Regions from separate parts of the Pan troglodytes genome. Here region 1 is linked to region 2. The links are chromatin contacts, called in public Hi-C maps. All regions are on one chromosome and are shown on one strand. Each heading gives the region's core, a stretch centred on a gene start, on an enhancer-like site or on the middle of the called end of the contact. The rest is flanking DNA. Distances are from core to core; before and after follow the strand shown. Region 1 overlaps GABBR2 (gamma-aminobutyric acid type B receptor subunit 2). Region 2 holds the start of GABBR2 (gamma-aminobutyric acid type B receptor subunit 2).

Region 1 (5,423 bases), core at 1,866-4,365, 260 kb after region 2:
TAGAGATGGGGTTTTGCCAGGTTGGTCAGGCTGGTCTTGAACTCCTGACTTCAGGTGATCCACCTGCCTCGGCCTCCCAAAGTGCTGAGATTATAGGCGTGGGACACCGTGCCCAGCCGTGGCATCTGCATTTTTAACAAGCTTCCCAAGTGATTTACAAACGGCAGCACAGGAACCAGCAAACTAAATATTCTCTCGTGTACTTCCAAATGAGACTCTGTGATTCAAACCTCCCACAGGGATGCCAGCGAGAAAGTCTGCCAGTTTCACCTCTGTGGGGATCAGTTGCAGATGTGGAAGAGGATATATCCTTCTCCTGCCCTCTCTTCTGTCCATGAGGCTCCCCTCTCCCAGGAAGAAGGACTCAGCTCATTTCTGTTGGGATGACACACTCATAAGGTTTAGTCACATTGTAGGTTAGCAAGCTTGTGTGGGCTAGCCTTGGGACCTAACCACTATTTATAACATAGTGTCTGTGGGAAAATATGTTCCAAGTTCCAACAAATGCCTTTAAAAAATATTCTGGAGGCCAACCTATCAGTAATTGGGACTATCTGCATAAGTTATTTTCTCAGAAACTTTTAGCATCTCACGATAAACTTGACCTCGGAGGATGGTAATTAATCAGCATTCAGTGTCAGCTTTACGATGGAAGAAATTCTTCTGCCTTGAATAATTGGAGGCCTGCTTTAAGAACAACTATTACTTTTTCTCCAACAATTGTGAGTGCGTTTCTTCCTGCTGTCATTGTCTTGCCCAAGGGAGTTGGTGCTGGCATCGCCTGGGAACAATGATGAATGGCCTGGGATATCATGTGGCAGCAACGACTTCTTTAACCTGGTGCTTGCAAAGACAGCAAGAACTGAGGTCACCTTTCAGGGCTTAGCTACACCTGTGTCCCATTCCAAGGACTCTACCCACAGAAATCTGATAAAGAGCTGTGTTTCCAGTGTTCTTGGCCCTCCTCTTGATCCTTGTACCCAGGAAGGACAGTTTTTTGAGATAGATGAATTTACAAGTGGTATATGTAAAGTTTATATAGGGACTTTTGTTGACCTCAAGGCCAAATCCAATAGACAATATGATCTTGATCCCCTTAGTGTCCCACAAAACAAAACAAAACTATATCAAGGAAGTTTAAAATTACACTCAGTTACCACCCGGTGAGACCACACTGGGAATGTTCACCTCAAGTCTGGACCTCCCACTTTTAAAGGAACATAGAAACCTTGAAGGCTGCTCCAGTGTTGTGTTCTGGTCAGGGAGGTGGTGTAGAAATGTCATCTGAATGTAGTCATTAGGTCGAACAAGGGAATTCAAAAATGGACACCACCAACCCTCGAATGCCATTGCGTGCATTGGAGAAAGCTCATAGGAGCAAAATCCAAAAGAGAAATCAAAGGGGCCTCATTTCTGTGATGCTTAACGCAATTAATTAAAGAAACACACATCCAAATACTGTTTAAATCCTTTTAAAATGGTCAGTAGTTAACAACCAGAAATAGACACAAATCACATTTTAAAAAATCAAAGAAAATACAGCCAAGTAGTAAAAGATGGAAAAATAACAAGGAGACACTAAAACAAAACATTAAATGATGTGACATCACCGTAGCAAGATGGTATAGGAAATTCACCTAACATAATTAGGAAATTCACCTAAAAAATTAAGATTGCTGGTTAATATTTAAAATAAGCTCATTCTAATCATTAAAGAAATGCAAATTAAGATTAAAAGAATACTTTTTTCTTAACAGATATATATGTTTTTCTTAACAAACTGACAATTGAGTTAAAAATGAAAATACCTATTGTCAAGGATGCAGGGAAATGAATACTTTCATACACAGTAGGATTACAACTTTTTGTATTTGGGAAGAACAATTTTGCTCTACAGTGTGTGAATAGGTGTGCTCCTGTGTTTTACAGACAGAGAAACTGAGGCCTAAAAAGGGCCTAAGCAGGTATTGTTTGAGATTCTGGTGGTACCTCAGTGATCAAGACAGATCACATCTCCGACCTCATGGAGCTTAATTCTAGGTGGGTGGGGAGGGAGGAGTGAAACCACAGACCATAAGCAAGTAAACACATAAGGAGGAAAATTGCAGGGAGTGACAAGTGCAATAAAGAAGATAAAAACCCCTGGCCTCAGGCTGGGGGCTTTTACAACGGGTGGGTCAAGGAAGCCATCCCTGAGAAGTGACAGGTGCTGACATTTGAATGCTGAGAATTATCATGCCAAGAGCTGGGCAAGGAGCTTTCTGGCAGAGAAACAGCTTGTGCAAAGCCCTGAGGTGCAAGCCAACTTGATGTGATCAAGGGACAACAAAAGGTTTAAAGAGACAGAGCTTCATAGTGGACTGTTTCCTCCTTCTCCAGGCGGAGTGAAAGTGGCGGGGATGACTATGAGCTTCAAGAGCCAGCGGGCATGGAGTGTGGGCGGGTGGAAGAATGTGAGTAACAGGATGAACTCAGGGAGCTGAGCTGGACTAGAAATGCTGGTCTCTTTGAGGAACCTGGGATTTGGGGGGAGTTTCTGCCCACTGTGTATCTTGAGTGATGAGCAGGGTGGTGGTAGCTAGAGAGGATGCATTTCCAAGGAAAGCTGCAAACAGATCAAACCTGAGCCTTCCAGGAGGACCCTGAAATAGGAGGAGGCAGACTCCCGGCCAGGATTCATTCACATTTGGTCATGCAGAATTCATTGCCTGCAAGGTTCACAGCCGGAGACACTTGGCACTCACCCCCAGGCATCTGTGTGGGTGACCCCGCAAGAGATTTGGCTTCTTGGCCCCAGTGGGCTCCAACCACGGAAGACACAGTCTTTGATGGCCCAGCTCCACCACCTTCCTTAAAAACACTAGACATGGCCCAAACAACTTGTGGTGGTTTTCAACAAGCAATTATGACTTTAGAAATCAAAGAGGAAAGAAGTAGCCAAGATGAAATGGGAAGGTAGTCTGGTGCCCCGCCCCCCCCTGCCCAACACACACACACACACACACACACACACACACAGGCTGTGTAAGCTTGGACATGTCTCTGCACCTCTCTGTGCCTCAGGCTGTAGACTGACTGAATGCCCGTGACTGTCCCTAAGGGGCCCTTCTCAGTATAAACTGACAAAGAGTCAATTGTCCTGTGTGTGATTTTTCCCCAAGGAGGGTTTTTCCAAAGACCAAGCCGTGGGCCCTGATGACATTTCTGGCAGAGGAGTTCAGAAGTGATTTGAAAAAAGACTCATGAAGGAGCTGAGGGTAATGGGTCCCCCAGGGTGGCATTCATCTGGAAGTGCAAGTTCCAAGGTCTGGAGTAAAAAGGCAGTTTCATTACTTTGTGGCCACAATCAAAATGTTAATATCACCAATGAAATTCCTTTATGAAATTCAGCTCAATGGGAGAAAAAAAAAATCTTTTTTTCAATGCTGGCCTATTCAGACTGTTATATTATGGAAGGTAGATGGAATAGCAGGAGGAATGGATGCTGCCTGACACCTGAGCAACTGGGCCTTGCCCTGGGTCACGTGCTCTAAGAGGTCCTCATTCAGGCCCCTCGGGGCCCAGAATCTGCAAGCCACGGACACAGCCCACTCAGACCTGCACCCCTTCCAGCTTCCAGACTGTGCCCTGAATTCTCAACCCATAAGCTGGAGCCACTTCCAGGGTCTAGGGAGCCTCTTGCCCCAGTTCTTGAGGGTAGACTGTGCCTTTGAGGGTACAGGGAGCTACTGATGCTAGAAGGGGAAGGAGGTATGGACTGAGCCTGGCTGGGCTGCAGGATGGAGAGGGGTGGGAAGGGAAGGGGAGGGGTGGGCTGAGCAGCACACCGTCAGCTCCCTCTGTGCTGCTGAAACTCAGAGAAGTCCCAGAATTCTGAATTCCAGCTTGGCCTTCCAGATCCCTAGGAAGGTGTATTTATTATGATGAGGAGATAGAGAATATTTTTGAACAGTTTGTTCATATGCTATAACTTTAACATGTAGACATACGGGATATGGGCCTCTACCTCACCCCAGGCCCTGCAAGTTTAGAGGGAAAGGCCTGGTTAGGGTGTATTATCCCCTCTCTCTAGTCTTGCCAAAAGACCGTTTAAATCTCAGTCTTGTCACTCACTAGCTTTGTGGAACTAAGCAAGTTGACCCCCCTGAAAATGGGGGGTCTGTAAAATGGGGACAATAACAGTACCCACCTTATGAGGTTGTTGTGAGGGTTAAATGAGATAATGCACATAGAATCTAGCACTGTACCTGGCACCCTGTGGGCACTGAAGAATAGCAGCTCTTCTCGGCATCAGGCACCTGATGTCCCTGCCGAGTATAACTTGGGATTCCCCCAATCCCCTGTTTTTCCAGACTCCACAGCAATATGAGAGAGAGTACAACAACAAGCGGTCAGGCGTGGGGCCCAGCAAGTTCCACGGGTACGCCTACGATGGCATCTGGGTCATCGCCAAGACACTGCAGAGGGCCATGGAGACACTGCATGCCAGCAGCCGGCACCAGCGGATCCAGGACTTCAACTACACAGACCACACGCTGGGCAGGATCATCCTCAATGCCATGAACGAGACCAACTTCTTCGGGGTCACGGTCAGTCCCATGCCTCTGGGCTGTTTTCCTTAGTGTTCCTTGTAAACATGCAAAGCAAAAGAGGGGCTGTTACAGGCTTTCTGTTATGTGATCTGTTATCTCTGATCATTGAAATAACTAATTGCAGGCCCTAGGATTGCAGGGCTGTTCAGACAAGGGGCAGGGGCAGTGTGTGCTCTCAGACACATTGGGAAAATGCTTCTCTATGACTCATGGATAAGAAAGGGCATAGAGCCAGGTACTTGCTGAAGGTAGGCTTTCACTCTGCTACAAAAATGGTTGAAAAGCGTTCTATCCTTTTGGCTATTTACATTTTAGAGCAGTGGCTCTGTGCTCCCTGGCATAGTACCTGGCTTCAAGCTGCTAAACTACCTCCTGTTATGAAGATGTGAAAAGTTTTTTTGTCATTGAATATAAACAATTAGCACACACAGATAGCCTCTTCAATCTCCATGTGAATTTAGGATGAACTATGTATGACATGGTGCTGTAAATTCTTCCTTTTATGGACTAATTTTGGTGACCATCTTTCTGTCTCTGCATTCTCTTAAGCAGATTGACTATGATGCATGCCACATTCAAGTTTAATTGTGTAATAAAACAGTTTTCTTTCTGTTCTGAAAAAAAGAAAGAAAAGAAAAAGAAAGAAAGGGCATAGAGGCCGGGCATGGTGGCTCACGCCTGTAATCCCAACACTTTGGGAGGCTGAGGCGGGTGGATCACCTGAGGTTAGGAGTTCGAGAGCAGCCTGACCAACATGGTGAAACCCTGTCTCTACTAAAAATACAAAATTAGCTGGGCGTGGTGGCATATGCCTGTAATCCCAGCTACTCG
Region 2 (5,259 bases), core at 1,428-3,927:
CTGCCAGTCTCAATCCTCTTTCCTGCTTTTTTGTTCACCATAGCACTTTTCATAAATGGGCATACTAACATATCTTCTTCTTCCTATTTATTGTTTCTCTTTCTCCACTAGAATGTCAATTCTACAAGGGCAGGGATTTTGGTCTGGTTTTTTCCTTCCTATATCATCAGCTCCTAGGACAGTGCCTAGCAGGTAGCATGCCCTTCAAAACACTGGTCAAAGGAATGAATGATTATTATAAAGCAAGACGCTGGACCCCAGCTCTGGAGGAACATGCATTCTAGGCTGGTGACTGAGGCAGGAACTCAGACTCAGGAAGCACATCAGGGATGCAGTTACCCAAACTGTAATACCAGGCCAGAGTAAGATCTTGGAACCAGAGGGATGCCCAGGCATTAGGAGTGGGCTGTGAGATCAGAGATTGGCCTGGAGCCATGCTGATGGAGAGTGAGATTGGTGCCCCCTGGGTCAGGGTAGATCCCAGGTCATGCGTCTTGGGGCCAGGTCACCCCACCATAAAAGAAGACAGAGGGGCTGTAGGGCAGGATGCCATGTAGGGCCTTCAACCCCTTAGTAAATGTCAGGCAAAGTTACCCAGCTTTCAACTTATTCCCAGATGTAGGTGTCAGTGGACACTCTATATTGGCACAGCTTGCAAGGAGGACACAAATGACTAAAGGAAAGAATTAGAAAAAAGAAAAAAAACAAGTGAAAATGTTCATTCAGAAACCTGAGCTAAGGGTTTGAGGAATGGCAGGTGCCAGAAGACTATGACTGGAGGATATTTGTGATGTCAAGTGAGACAGCAGTTGAGCGAGTATCTGGGGATTACACTGTCCTTTGGACCATTTCTTTCCCTCCCTCCCTTCCTTCCTCCCTTCCTGGAGGAGATGCTCAGGTGAGTTCTGTTCATGCAAACCCTCCAGCTTGGGGAAAAGGAAATGCCAAGTGGAGCCGGGAGAGGTGGAGTCTACAGAAGCCTGGAAAGAGAAGTTAGGGCAGACAGAATTTGGCCTGGTTTCCCTGGCGCTGTCCAAGGTACTCTCTAGTAGTTCTGCTCAGCCTCCACTCACATCTTTGTGCTTCCTAACAACTCAGCCTGGATTCAGAGCTGCCCTTGCCTCACTCCAGTAGAGCTGGTGTGTGGCCATCATCATCATCATCCGGTCCAAATCCCTCACCATATGCCGGAGGGAATCGACGTCCAGAGCAACTGAGTCAGGGCAGTGCTCCTCCTGGAGAGGAAACTTGCAGTCCCACATCCCTGGCTCCCACTGCACTGTGCACGGAGTTCCTGCTGGCTCTGGGTTCCGGTCCTTCAGTAGCTCTGTGTGCTTCCACTAGCTACAGAACCTCTCTGAGCACCAGTGTATTCGCCTGTAAAGTAAGGGTGAGTAACACAGTATGCTTACAGGGCAGTTGTGGGGATTACATCATAAGGCGCACAGTAAGTACTCAGCGAAGGTCAAACTTCCATTCTTGTTACAAGGTCGTCGATATCTTCCACAGTCCCTGGTTCAGGCTCAAGTATGTTTTGTGATTTGATGTCCTACTGTGTTCCTCGCATTAATCAGCCCCTGGGACTTTATAGATTAATGACCACGTTTCCCATTCTTGAAGTATGCAGAGGCACAAGGAACCCAAGGTCTTAGGTCAGCTCACTCGGGTACATCTGGCTCGGGACTGCTTTGGCTAAGATTGGCCAGTGCGACCTGGCAGAGAGAGGGCCAAGTCCAGGGGCGCGCGGCCCCGCCCTGGCCTGAGGATAGTGCTCAGACCCCGGGAGACTTCTAGGGCGGGGCCCATCAAGAATGGGGACGCGGGGAGGTCAAATGCCTGGAGGGGGCGGTAGCGCACGTAAGGTTGGGACCCCAGCTTTGCTTGGGGTTGGCAAAGGGCGGTCGCTCCGTCTGGTGGGGAGGAAAGGGGTGTCCTCAGCCAAGGCCCTAAAGGCCGGGCAGCCTGGCACCAACGGGCGTTCGAGCACCCGTGGGCGTCTTCAGCGACCCCCGGGACTCGGTCAGGGGCTCGTGGGCGCCAGAAAAGAACGGGAGAGCGTAGGCTGCAGATGCCTCTGGGACGCCTTCGTGGAACATTCTCCTGCCCAGACCTTCCCGGCCAGACCTCCGAGAAGCGGTTCCAAACCACCGTGCAGGTGCTACAGGCAGCGCTCGGCGGAGCGGCGGCGGCCACTGCGTGTGCCAGCGCGCGGTCCCGGTTCCCAGATCGCTGTCCCCGGGCGCTCTGGTGCCTGGAGGTCAGCGGTCGGCGGGCAGCGGCAGCTGGCGCAGCGGAGGGCCGGGGGCGCGTGTGTGCGTGTGCTGGGAAGGTGGCCCTCCCCGCGGCCGCCGCAGCGCCAGCGCCTTCCCCTCCCCCGGCGCGCACGGCTCGTCCCCGTCCCTGGAGGCGGCCCGAGCCGCCCCTGAGCAGCCTCGCCTTCGCCTCCCGCGTTTCCTGCCGTCCGCCCTCCCCCGGCCGAGCTCCAGGGGCTGCCGCCTAGCAGCTCCCGGCGGGAGAGCGGTTCAGAGCGCGCACGGGGGCGGGCGGAGGCGGCCCGGTGCGGGGCGGCCGCGCTGGAGAGAGGCGCGCGCGGAGACGCCGGCCCCCCTCTCCGCGTTTGCTCGCTTGCTCCCCGCCTCCCGCACTCCGCTCGCTCCCACCCCTTCCCGGCGTGATTGATCCGTCACGGGCGCCGCCGCTGCCGCCGCCGCCGCGGCCGTTCTGAGCCGAGCCGGAACCCTAGCCCGAGACGGAGCCGGGGCCCGGGCCGGCGCCATTGCGCGGGCGCCGCGGGAAGACCTTGGCGCGGGGCGGCGGGCCGGGCCAGGCCATGCGGGCCGAGTGAGCCGGCGCCCGCAGCCCGCGGCGCGGCATGGCTTCCCCGCGGAGCTCCGGGCAGCCCGGGCCGCCGCCGCCGCCGCCACCGCCGCCCGCGCGCCTGCTACTGCTACTGCTGCTGCCGCTGCTGCTGCCTCTGGCGCCCGGGGCCTGGGGCTGGGCGCGGGGCGCCCCCCGGCCGCCGCCCAGCAGCCCGCCGCTCTCCATCATGGGCCTCATGCCGCTCACCAAGGAGGTGGCCAAGGGCAGCATCGGGCGCGGTGTGCTCCCCGCCGTGGAACTGGCCATCGAGCAGATCCGCAACGAGTCACTCCTGCGCCCCTACTTCCTCGACCTGCGGCTCTATGACACCGAGGTGAGTGTCCGGCTGCCCCTGCCATCGGGGCTTCGGGGGGCATTGGGGTGGGTGGTTTGGACACAGGCAACCTCCGGCCTTTGGTCAGATCCCCGATTGACCGGCCCGCGCCTGCCGAGGACAGAGAGGGCTGGTGCCCAGTGTTCACCCCCGCGGTCCTGCTGGGCTTGGCTGGCACAGCTGGTAACATTTGCCAAGCACCCCCTCCTCCGGTCTTATGTGTGTATGTGTGTGTGGGGAGGGGTGGGGGTGGGATAGAAGACTGGGGTCTCTTTTGACCAGAGAAAAAGGAGTGGAGAAGGTGGGGGCTGGACCCCCAAAGGCCTACATTGATTGTCCCTGTCCAGGTCCCGCTCATGGGGCTGCGAGGTACCGAGTGGGAGGAACAGGCGCATTGACTGCAAACTGGGCCACCCAGGGCCGGAGGGGCCGCGGGCCTGCTCACAGGCCCCCAGGGAAGCCGAGCCGCGCTTTGAGGTCCGGAAGGCTCCGGAACCCAAGGGGCTTGAGCGTGCAGCGTGGCTGGGCGCCTGGTGCGCGCCAGCAGCTCTGAGCCCGCTCCGCGCGGGCAGGTGTGGGGCCACCGGCTCTGCAGCGCTTCTGCCTGGACGTGCCCGGCGCTGCCTGTGGCCAGAGCGATTTCAGGAGACCCCCGCCTCGGGTTAGTTGCTCAGAAAGTGCCCTGGCAGTTCTCGTCCCGGACGTGCAGTGGTGTCCGGCCGCGCCGCTGCTGTTGGCCGGGCGGCTGCAGGCAGTTTCTCACGGCTCAGGCTTGAAGCATCCGACCTAGCAGCCGGAGCACAGACTTGGAGAGCAGTCCTGAGCGGAGCCAGAGAGCCAAGGGCTTTCCATCCCAAGACCCCTCCCCACGCCCTCGGTTTGGGTTCTGCCTGAAGCCCCAGAGCGGACCTTCACCGCCAGCCCGGGGCTGGAGCGCGCGGAGCGGGTCTGGAGGAGCGATCGCTGGCCGCGCAAGGTCGGGTTTGCGAGTTTTTCCGGACCGAGCGAGCCCCTGTGCTCCGACCGCAGCGTCTGAGACGCGGCCTGAAGGGGGCAGTGATTTCCTGTGCAGTACGCTCAGTTGGCGCCTCTTCCATCGCGCGGAGCGGGGCCGAGGCGCTGGGCTTGATCCTGGCTTCCTGGGACTCTCCGGGCGCTTCTGCTGGAGTCCAGGTGCAGAACCCTTTTGGGAGGAGGGTCGCGCTACTGCTCTGGTGGTGCAATCTGGGCTTCCCCTCCTCCTTGGTCGGACCCTCTTTATGTCCCCAGAGAAAGAGCAGAATCTAGATTGTATCTTATTCCCTGCCTCCCCCGCTTCACCGGTGAACCAGCTTGCCCTGCGCTGTAAATAAAAGGTGAAGGAACCGGTGGCAGTTGGCAGCGGTATGCGCAGGCTGCTGCAGGCGGAGAGGCGTCCTCTGCCCCAGAGGATGCAAGCTGGCTGGCTGTGCAGGGCTAACCCGGTGTGAAATCATTTCCGAATGACATTCCTATCGCCCTCGTCTTTGCCTGAGCATCTCAAGTTCTGTGGGGGTACTTGTCTGGCACACATAAATGGAGACAGCAATGCAGTTACACGGAGGCATATCTTCTTGACAGTTTCTCTGTTGCTACTGCACATATTCTTCTGGAGGGGTCACTGCAAAGCCGGTCTTTTGGGGACAAACACATTTTTAGATAGGGCAGCCCTGCTTGCATCATCACCAAGTATTGTCAGCTGCATAATGTTTTCATCATCAGTTTCTTCCCTTTAGTAAAGCTTCCCTGAAAGAGATTTCATACTGGCCTGTTTGTGGCAGCAAAGAGATGGGTGCTTCGTTTCAGGGTGTGGGTTGAAGCCTTTACATTTTATTTTTCGAGTGTGTCTTGATGACTTTCTGAGTGAAAGGACCCAAAGTCAAGAGGATGAGACAGTCAGAAGACTCTTCAATTCGTGGGAATATTTAGAAAACAGTGGGAAGGAAGACAGAAGATAATTTTAGCTTCGTGCAAACAGAGAAGTGTCTCTAGCCTTTTGAAGGGGCCCAGAGCCAGGGCTTTGGGGTAGGTGGGGCCTGGGTTTTAGT

Evidence for each region. Hi-C and Micro-C count contacts between places; a contact is called where the count stands out from the background.
Region 1: a contact with region 2 is called in a Hi-C map of stem cell-derived neural progenitor cells, with 4 times the contacts expected there. The contact joins the enhancer-like site here to the promoter of GABBR2 in region 2. A contact is called at or near these places in 1 of 7 Hi-C or Micro-C datasets (stem cell-derived neural progenitor cells) and 1 of 1 datasets of contacts at active chromatin or transcription factors (stem cell-derived excitatory neurons).

What each region holds. Positions count from the first base shown.
Region 1 is chr11:40,057,881-40,063,303 of NHGRI_mPanTro3-v2.0_pri, forward strand. GABBR2 (gamma-aminobutyric acid type B receptor subunit 2) reads left to right here. Exons shown (of 19, transcript XM_016961310.3): 7 at 4,353-4,589. Among named protein-coding and RNA genes, the nearest start is that of TBC1D2, 200 kb to the right of the region's middle. Within about 2 kb of position 3,116, at least 1 of the 24 cell types and tissues checked has an H3K27ac peak or open chromatin away from gene starts, as enhancers often do. A contact at or near this core is called in stem cell-derived neural progenitor cells, where this site is marked.
Region 2 is chr11:39,802,623-39,807,881 of NHGRI_mPanTro3-v2.0_pri, forward strand. It overlaps GABBR2 (gamma-aminobutyric acid type B receptor subunit 2), which reads left to right and starts at 2,678. Exons shown (of 19, transcript XM_016961310.3): 1 at 2,678-3,193. The coding sequence starts at 2,873.